Linked DNA regions of Ovis canadensis: region 2 is linked to region 1. The links are chromatin contacts, called in public Hi-C maps. All regions are on one chromosome and are shown on one strand. The core of a region is the stretch at or near the end of the contact, and the rest is flanking DNA. Distances in the headings are between cores, read along the strand shown. Region 1 holds the start of SIK1 (salt inducible kinase 1). Region 2 overlaps HSF2BP (heat shock transcription factor 2 binding protein).

Region 1 (4,211 bases), core at 933-3,432:
CTTGCAAACGGCACACACCGCCCCCCCCCCCCCCACACACACACACACTCTATTCATCACGGATCCACAGGGTTTCATGAGACTCCTCAAAAGGAACTTACCCACCACAACTGGGTGAATGCAAAGAACACATCCTTCTGAAGTGGATCTAAGTTCATTCTACGGAAGTGGCTGGCTAACAAAGAGATTGCTCTGCTGTCCTACTTAAATCAGCACCTCATTTCCAAAGGTACAATTTATTAGTCTTAACAGGAGAATAAAAATAAAGTCACAAAGCAAACCAACAGGCGGCCAGGGTGAGGCGCGTCCTTGATGTGGATTAGATGTCAGGTCCCCTGCTCTCACCTGGGCACAGGTGTGTTATGTCTCCATGTCTGATGGGAGGGTTGAAGCAGAAGAAACAAATGCTCACTGCTGCCTTGGCAAAGGTAAGTTTACAAAAACTGGTAAGAGCAGCTAGTCTTAACGTTTAATAAAAATCTGCCGAGGTGGAAGTGTCTAGACTCAAATTTGTCCTTTCACACTAAATGGCTGACTCTCAGCAATACAGAAATCCGTGTGTTTTGTTTGTTTGTTTTCATAATAAATTTAACAATTGACCTCCGCATCCAAAACTGGAGCAAGTAACAATATCAAATAAAACTTTAATGAAGCAAATCTGGATTATGATCCAAAAGCAAGAAAAAATAAGTGCACAGCTCACAAAAATCAATCTCTTTACCTTCTACAATCAACTCCCTGACTCCCACCCAGTGACACAACCTTCAGAAACTGTAGACTTAAGTTGTTGAAAATTAAAAAATGATACACTTGCCAGAAGTAACAGTGGGACACACACTTGAATCCTTACCTGATAGAGCTTTATAATGTGAGGATGATTCAGAAGCTTCATGATCTGAACCTCTCGATAGATTTTCTCCAAATTGCTTGAATCTAATCGTGCTTTGTCGATTATTTTTATTGCAACCTACAAATCATTAATAAAGGATATTTGTTTAAATAAAACTCTCTGCCTTAAGCTAATTTACACACTTCGTTTTTTGCAGGTTAATTTCTAAAACACTTCATGTCCCCAAAGGTCACAAAAACTTAGGGAGGAAAATAACAAAAGTAGCCAAAAAAGTCAAAGTTTAATAAATGTCTTAAGTCTCTGCAGACTCGTTTTACAGGCTCCAGCTGTACTCCTGGGTATTTGGTCATTATCCTCTTTGCTACTCCCCAGTATTTGTACAAATTACGCATAATCATAACATATCGCATTTTCTTCTTTACCAAACTGATAAAAACTATCAACGTTTCGACCTTGGGACGATGGACCCCACAAGCAGGGATTTCACCAGCTTCCCGGGCTCCAGGGAAAGGGGGTATCCAGCCGCGGAGGGTCCACCCGGGGGTTCCGCGCGCCCCCCCCCCCCCCCCACGCACCTGCGTTTTGGTGACTCGATGCCGGGCCAGCTTCACCACCGCGAAATTGCCCTTGCCGAGGGTCCGCTCGATGTCGTAGAAGCCCACCCGGAGAGGCTTCTGCTGGCCCTGGCCCGAGCCCGCGGGGGCCGCGCTCAACTCGGCCATGATCACCATGGTTCCGGGCCGCACCTGCGGGCGGGGGGCGCGCTCAGCTCGGCGGCTGCAGACCCGACCCCCGGACGCGCGGACCTGCGGCAACCGCCCCCGCCGGCGACTTGCTCCACCGCGAGCCCCGATCCGGGAGCCGTGCGCCCTGCTCCTATGCCCGCCGCCCGCAGTCGGATCCGCTTGGGCTCCGGGTCCCAAGCCCCGCGGGGCGCGTGGACCGCCGCCCGCGCCCGACTCCGTCCTGAACCCTGGACCCTCGCTCCCATGGCCCCCGCTGTCTGCCGCACAACAAAGGGGAAGCCGGCGGCGGCGCCCCGGCCCGAAAACCCCGCGCGCGCACCTGCGGGGCCGCCGAGCCCGCAGCCCCGAGCCCGGCGGCGGCCACCGGCCCACCGGGCCGCGCCTCACCTCCGCCGCCCTCGGAGCGCCGAGGCTGGGACGCCGCTCGCCCCGGGGCCCCCGCCGCCCGCTCGGCCGTTCGCTCTGCCCGGCCGCCAGCTGCTCCGCCGCCTGCCGCCCGGGCCGCGCCGCATGTCAGCTCTGAGCCTGGAGCCGCGCTCTCCAGCCGCACGCGCCGTCCGCCCCGCCCCCGGGCCCGCCCCTGCCTCCCGGGCCCGCCCCGTCACGCCCCCACGCCGCCGACCCCGCCCACGGCGGCCCCGCCCACGCCGCCGCCGCCGGATTGATACATCCCTATTGACGTCCTTTTGACGCCAGAGCGACGCGCGGCCGAGAGCCAGGCGGAGGGAGAGCGGGAGATCGGGCGGTTGCCAAGAGACTGGCGGCTCTGACGCGCGCGCTGATGAGGCCGTCGCCATGGCGACCGTGGGTCGGTGACGTCAGGGGCCCCGGCCGCCTGAGGCCCGCCCGCGAGCGCGGGCGCTCCCGCCGGCGCGCGACCCCTACCGGATGCCTAGGGCGCTGCGGGAGGCTTAACCGTTTCGTCCCCGAGGAGAGACTGCCCTTCCTCATACGGGCGCACAGCCGCCTTCGCGCTGGTCCCCCTCTTCTCGCCTCCTCCCAGCAGGCTTGGTTCTAGCGCTGTTCTGAAACTCCTTAAATTTAGCACGGTTGCGGCTGCGTCCTCTGCAGACCCCTACTCCCGGGTCCCCATTATCGGGGTGTGGGTTTCATGTGTCCCCCAGTTTCTTTCGGAAGTGATCGGCCTTGGAGCCACCCTACCAGGTGGGGCCCGGGAAACCTCACAGACGCGCAGAATGTGGCCATACCAGGTGCAGGTTAACAGCAGGCCAGGTCTCACCCCCCAAATTGGTCACCCGGCTCCAGGGAGGAGCCGCCACCCACCAGGGACCCTTCTGAGCGTGGCAGGTACGGACATGGAAGACATGGGCGTCCCACTTCGACTGCTCTTGCTCTGTACTGAAATGTCAACACTGGAAACCGGCCAGCATCTCTGTAACCTACACCAGGGGCCTGAGGGCTGCCAGAGTGCGGTGAGCCCCCAGGGGAGTGGTTCAGCCCACCGGGCCCATTCGCCTCCATCTGAGGTCAGAAGCCAGCTGATGACTGGAGGCAGCCCTTTGCTAGGCTGAAGAAACCTAGCAGGCTGGAGAGAAGAGGAACACCCAGTGAGTTGATTTCTGGGCTGACCTGGGGTCTAGGTGGGAATGGACCCCACTCCTGAAGGACCAGGGTATTGAGAAATCCAGTTAGCAGCACCTTAAATAAGGCCAGTTTCCCTGGTGGCTCAGATGGTAAAGAATCCACCTGCAATGCAGGAGACCTGGGTTTGATCCCTGGGTAGGGAAGACCCCCTGGAGAAGGGAATGGCAACCACTCTAGTATTCTTGCCTGGAGAATTCCATGGACAGAGGGGCCTGGCAGGCTGCAGTGCATGGAGTCCTGAAGAGTCAGATGTGATGGAGTGAGTAACACTTCACTTTCTTTTGACTCAGACCAGGTGCTTTGTATGCAGATGACAAAAGGGCCCTGTACCTTGGGGGCAGGGGTGTGGGTGGGAGGAACAGCCCCTCCAACGGGGCCTACAGGAGGGTCAACAGAGAGCAAGGACTTCATCCCTGGCGAGGCTGGACACCGCAGGTCCCTTGGCCTTGGTTACTTTTGTCTGCTGCCAGGTCCACCATGCTGTCTCCTTGAGTTTCGGTGGGGGAGCGGGCAGGGACCTGTGCCCTCAGGACAGAGGTCAAGGCAGGAGGGACAGAGCATGAAAATGGCAGCAGGTGACAATTTCCGTTGGCGTCACTGCTCAATGCACGTGCCTTTACACCTCTGCGGAGGAGACACTAAGGGAAGACACAGCATAGGGCAAACACTATTTATTAAATATTAGGAAGGCAGAAGACTCTGCCTGCAATGCAGGAGACCTGGGTTCAATCCCTGGGTCAGGAAGATCCCCTGGAGAAGGGCGTGGCCACCCACTCCAGTATTCTTGCCTGGGAGATCCTATGGACAGAGGAGCCTGGCAGGCTACAGTCCACGGAGTCACAAAGAGTCGGACACGACTGAGCGACTCAGCATAGCACCCAGCCTGCAATCATTTTCCTTGTGTTCAAGTATGACTTCAGAGGAGAGGGTGGGGAGCAAGAGGTAAGCGAAATGGATACAGAGCTTGGACGCCCTTTGAGGAGGTTTCGGTGCCGGCCAGCTACCCGGTG
Region 2 (4,211 bases), core at 853-3,352, 180 kb after region 1:
AGCATAACATCTAAAATGCCAACAAAATATGCATTTTTTCCTATGCTTATCAATTTAAGAAATAAAAAAATCTAAGATTCTGCCCAATTTAAGCTTCAGCCTTAGCCAAGATGTCCCGGCATTTTAAGGAGTACTGAATCAGGGGATTGCATTGTTCACATTTATCCAATTCCTTCTTGCCTGCAGGTCAACTTCTTTTGGACAATGAAACTTTAGGTCCAGACAAATTAATCATGCACCCATCTTGGTCTATCATGATCTAAACTGAGTATGACTGAGCTACAATGTCAGCTTTCAATAAGTGACACACACCCTAACAGTTCTGAGACTGAAACTCTTCCCTGATCTTCCCTACCTACTTGATATTAGAGTCTATCAGTCTGGAAGGACGTCATCATTGAGCAGTCAAGGAGAAAAGCTCCCAGGGCTCCCAGTTCTTTGACGAAACTTCAGACGCATGGTCCTCTGGCCAAGCGTCTGCGATCTCACATTGTTGGAGCGCTTGCTGTACCCCTGGGAGTTGCAGCTTTCTGTAAGCTTGCTTTGGCTGAATCACAAAAGAAGGCATATGCAGAAATTTCTACAGACATTCCATAAAAGACTTTGCAGCAAGGAGGAAGGCTGCTATCTTTCAGAGTGCAATGTGATTCTGGAATGTAAGGAATGTCTCTGGGTTGAGTTCCACGCAAGTTTGTCACTTACCTGTATTCCTTAACTATGAAATTATGTATATCTGGGCTAAGGAACAGTTATTCTTGATAAATAATCAAGCGCTGTGGGGAAAAAATGAAGTCTATACAAAATCCACCAGTTTGGGGAACCCTCCACTTTAGCCACAAACACTCAGAACTCAAGGAGGAGGCGTGAAACAGAGCTGAGCACACAGGCGGTGGGACCTAGCCAGGCTCCCAGCATCTCTCCAGGTTCACAGCACTTGCTGACCCAGCTGTGCTGCAGAAACCAGTGAGCGGCACGACAGTCACGAACACCTCCCAGCACACAGGCAACAACATGCCCTGGATGCTGTCACCAGTTTCTATTGTACTGTCCAAAAATAAAGACACAATCAAGCCCCAAATTCCAGCAGAAGTAGCCAAACAGCTCTAGCTTTATAGAAGAGGAAATAACTTATTCCATGAAAAGAAAATGTATAGTTTTTAAGAAATGTTATGTCTCCCCAAATAGTAAAATGAAATGCAATTGGTTATTTCCAAAATATCAGAAGTGACCTCCTAATTACACATGTTTCTATTTATATATCTAACTCTAATTACAAATGATTACTACACGATTTTTTCAGGATTATTATATTATGAATTTTAATGCCATGGATTGGTCTTTTAACACAGAAATTAACAGTAAGTGACTATCAAAAGGCACCAAGTAAACAGCCTCCATGTTAAATGGTTGTCAAATCCAAATGATCAACTGTTTTCCAACCCATTCAGAATAAATACATTTAAAAATAGTGTCTTGAGGCATAAGGGCTAGACTGCGGCCACAAACATGGCGCGGGCGGTTCCCGTGGCCTGGTGAGCATCGTACCTTCTTCTCCCTCACGCTGTCTGCTTGCACAGACTCCAGGCGGGCTCTGAAGTGCTCACAGTCCATCCTCAGTTGCTCTAACTCCTGCTCCTTCCTCTCCAGGTCTACAAGAGACACAAGAATACTCAGTATTTCAAGTCACTGATCTCTCCTGACCATGCATTTTGCTTCATTTTCTCTCAGGAAAGCCTGATTTCTTAGGTAGGATTTCTCACATAACCAGTGCTGGGATAACCAACATTCTAACATCCTGCTTTTTAAGTTTTTGTCACCTTTTTGCCCATAGCAGAAAGTACCTTCTTTGTTTTCTGCTTTTTTTTAAGACTTCGTTTCACCACCAGACTTACACTGAAGGTTCTAGGAAAGAGTGTTGTTTAAAGGAGTGCAGGCAGGGCTGGGCAGCCCAACCGTCTCGTGGCACACACTCCTATGTGCTCCATAAAAAGCAGAAGGCAGTTCAGCAAGGAGATGGTGCCAGCCGGGCTGATTCACACACTCGTCTCACCCGCTGGCAGACTGGCTCCACGACAACAGCTGCCGCCGTTGTCAATGGAGCAGTGAGGCAACAGCCACAGAGATGAGAAGAGAAAAGGCCACAGTGAGAGGCGGAGAGGAGGGCACGCTTCCTCGCCACCGTACTCGCCCAGATAATGAGTCACATGGCCAACAAAATTCCCAAAAGACATCCATGTTCATGAATCTGAAATCAACCAGATAATCAAGTTTAAATAAAAAATAGTATGCTACAGAAACACTGACATTCAGAAAGCCAAGAAAAAAGGTAACTCAGTGCCTCCGGTGAACAATCACTGCTCTCTGTTTGCCAGGGCCCAGGGCTGGGGGTGGGGGGCCCCCCTCAGTGGCACACAGCATGTTCATGGCACACCCACTGACATCTGTGCATAGTCTGGTCAGCAGTAAGAGGCTGCATTTGGGGTTCACCTTTCTTGAATACTGGTTTTAAGTAAAGAAATTTAAATGGCTTATTAGTCTGCTAATTGGTTGCCTATGAAAACAGTCTCTTATTAAAGCGTTTCCCATTTAAAAAACAAAAAAAGCTTTAAGTGCCTTGATCCCAAAGACTAAGATATCACGTTTCAAAGCTAACATATACCAAGACCTGAGTGGACCTGTGCTCAGAGCTACTGGTGTAACTCACTGAAGTAGGAACACTTCGGGACATTGATTCTCAGACTTTACAGCACATCAGAATCCCCTGGGAGTGGAAATCGCTCAGTTGTGTCTGACTCTTTGCGACCCCATGGACTGTAGCCCACCAGGCTCTGCTGTCCATGGAATTCTCCAAGTAAGAATACTGGAGTAGGTTGCCATTTCCAGTCACAGAGTCATGGGGTCACAGAGTCAGACACGACTGAGCAACTGACACTTTCATTACATTTTCCAGAGATCCTTTGCTAGAGCAGGAGATTAAAACCTAAAGCTAGATATTCAGTTAATGATTGTGAATCCGCAGGCAAAGCTTCTCTTAAAATGAGTTCCTTGGAAACGGGTGAAGCAGCATAGGACCCCTTCTTCTCCTTCACATCAGTTCTCTTTTCTGCCCTTTTAGGATGTATCACACCCAGTATGACTTACACTGGAAATCTTTATTTTGTCCCACTAGTCCTGGCCACCCAAGAAACCAACTATACTGATCAAGTGCTATGCTTTGAAAACTACAGATCTGCGTTTTGTAACAATGTTAAACGAAAACATAGATAATTATGAGTGAAATGTGAACTGCAAATGGTCACAGACCAAAAAAAAATTTTTTTTTAACTAAGATAAAATTATTAATAGCATAAAACTTTTTCTTTGCAGTTAACTTTTAATGTTTTCTTCTATTACTAAACTGTATATACCTCAAACACGGTAAAGAAGATAGGAAATCACACTCCTACAAGTCTTACATGTAAAACTATGGAGGAATTAAGACCACCCAGAAGACTCTTTACAATAATGTCATAATCTCTCACTCTACAAAACTGCTAATGACCTTACTGTAGGTTAACACAACAAAAGGATGAGGTTAAACGGTCCGACTCGACCCCACAGTATTCAAAGGCTGTGTCAGGGTTGCCACCCACTCCCAGCTCTCAGGATGAGGCCGCCACCTGGTGGCCAAACTGGAGCACTGCCGCCACCTCCTGACAAAACTCGCTTGTTCAGCTTGGCCCCTAAAACAGGCGGGCATGCATCCTCCAGTGTACTGATAATCCCACATACATAGAACATGAGCGACATGCCTAGGACATGGCACCTAGTGGCACTGTACAAATATCTGTCACGTAAATGAACTTCACTTCTTTACATAATCTTCTGCTAATCCTTGAAGAGAGAAAAAGCTTGGCTGTCTCATCCTTCAACAGTTTTTTTAAAAAAAATCAAAGACAGAAATAATACACTAATACATACAGTGCATTATATGGTCTTCCCTGGTGGCTCAGTGGTAAAGAATTTGCCTGCCGACGCAGGAGACGAGGGTTCAAACCCTGGGTTGGGAAGATCCACTGGAGAAGGAAATGGCAACCCCCTCCAGTATTCTTGCCTGGGAAACCCCATGGACAGCGGAGCCTGGCGGGCTACAGTCCACGGGGTTGCAAAGAGCTGGACACGACTTAGAGACTAAACAACGGGACATTATGGTCAAGACATCATCTTACCCA

The links. A called contact is a pair of places that touch in the nucleus more often than the background predicts.
Region 2: a contact with region 1 is called in a Hi-C map of fibroblasts, with 5 times the contacts expected there. The contact joins the enhancer-like site here to the promoter of SIK1 in region 1. A contact is called at or near these places in 2 of 2 Hi-C or Micro-C datasets (fibroblasts and lung).

Annotation. Positions count from the first base shown.
Region 1 is chr1:266,668,323-266,672,533 of ARS-UI_OviCan_v2, forward strand. SIK1 (salt inducible kinase 1) reads right to left here and starts at 2,183. Exons shown (of 14, transcript XM_069581929.1): 1 at 1,984-2,183; 2 at 1,426-1,596; 3 at 851-967. The coding sequence starts at 1,581.
Region 2 is chr1:266,849,734-266,853,944 of ARS-UI_OviCan_v2, forward strand. HSF2BP (heat shock transcription factor 2 binding protein) reads right to left here. Exons shown (of 8, transcript XM_069566372.1): 4 at 1,546-1,649. Among named protein-coding and RNA genes, the nearest start is that of HSF2BP, 17 kb to the right of the region's middle. Within about 2 kb of position 2,103, the one cell type or tissue checked has open chromatin away from gene starts, as enhancers often do. A contact at or near this core is called in fibroblasts, where this site is marked.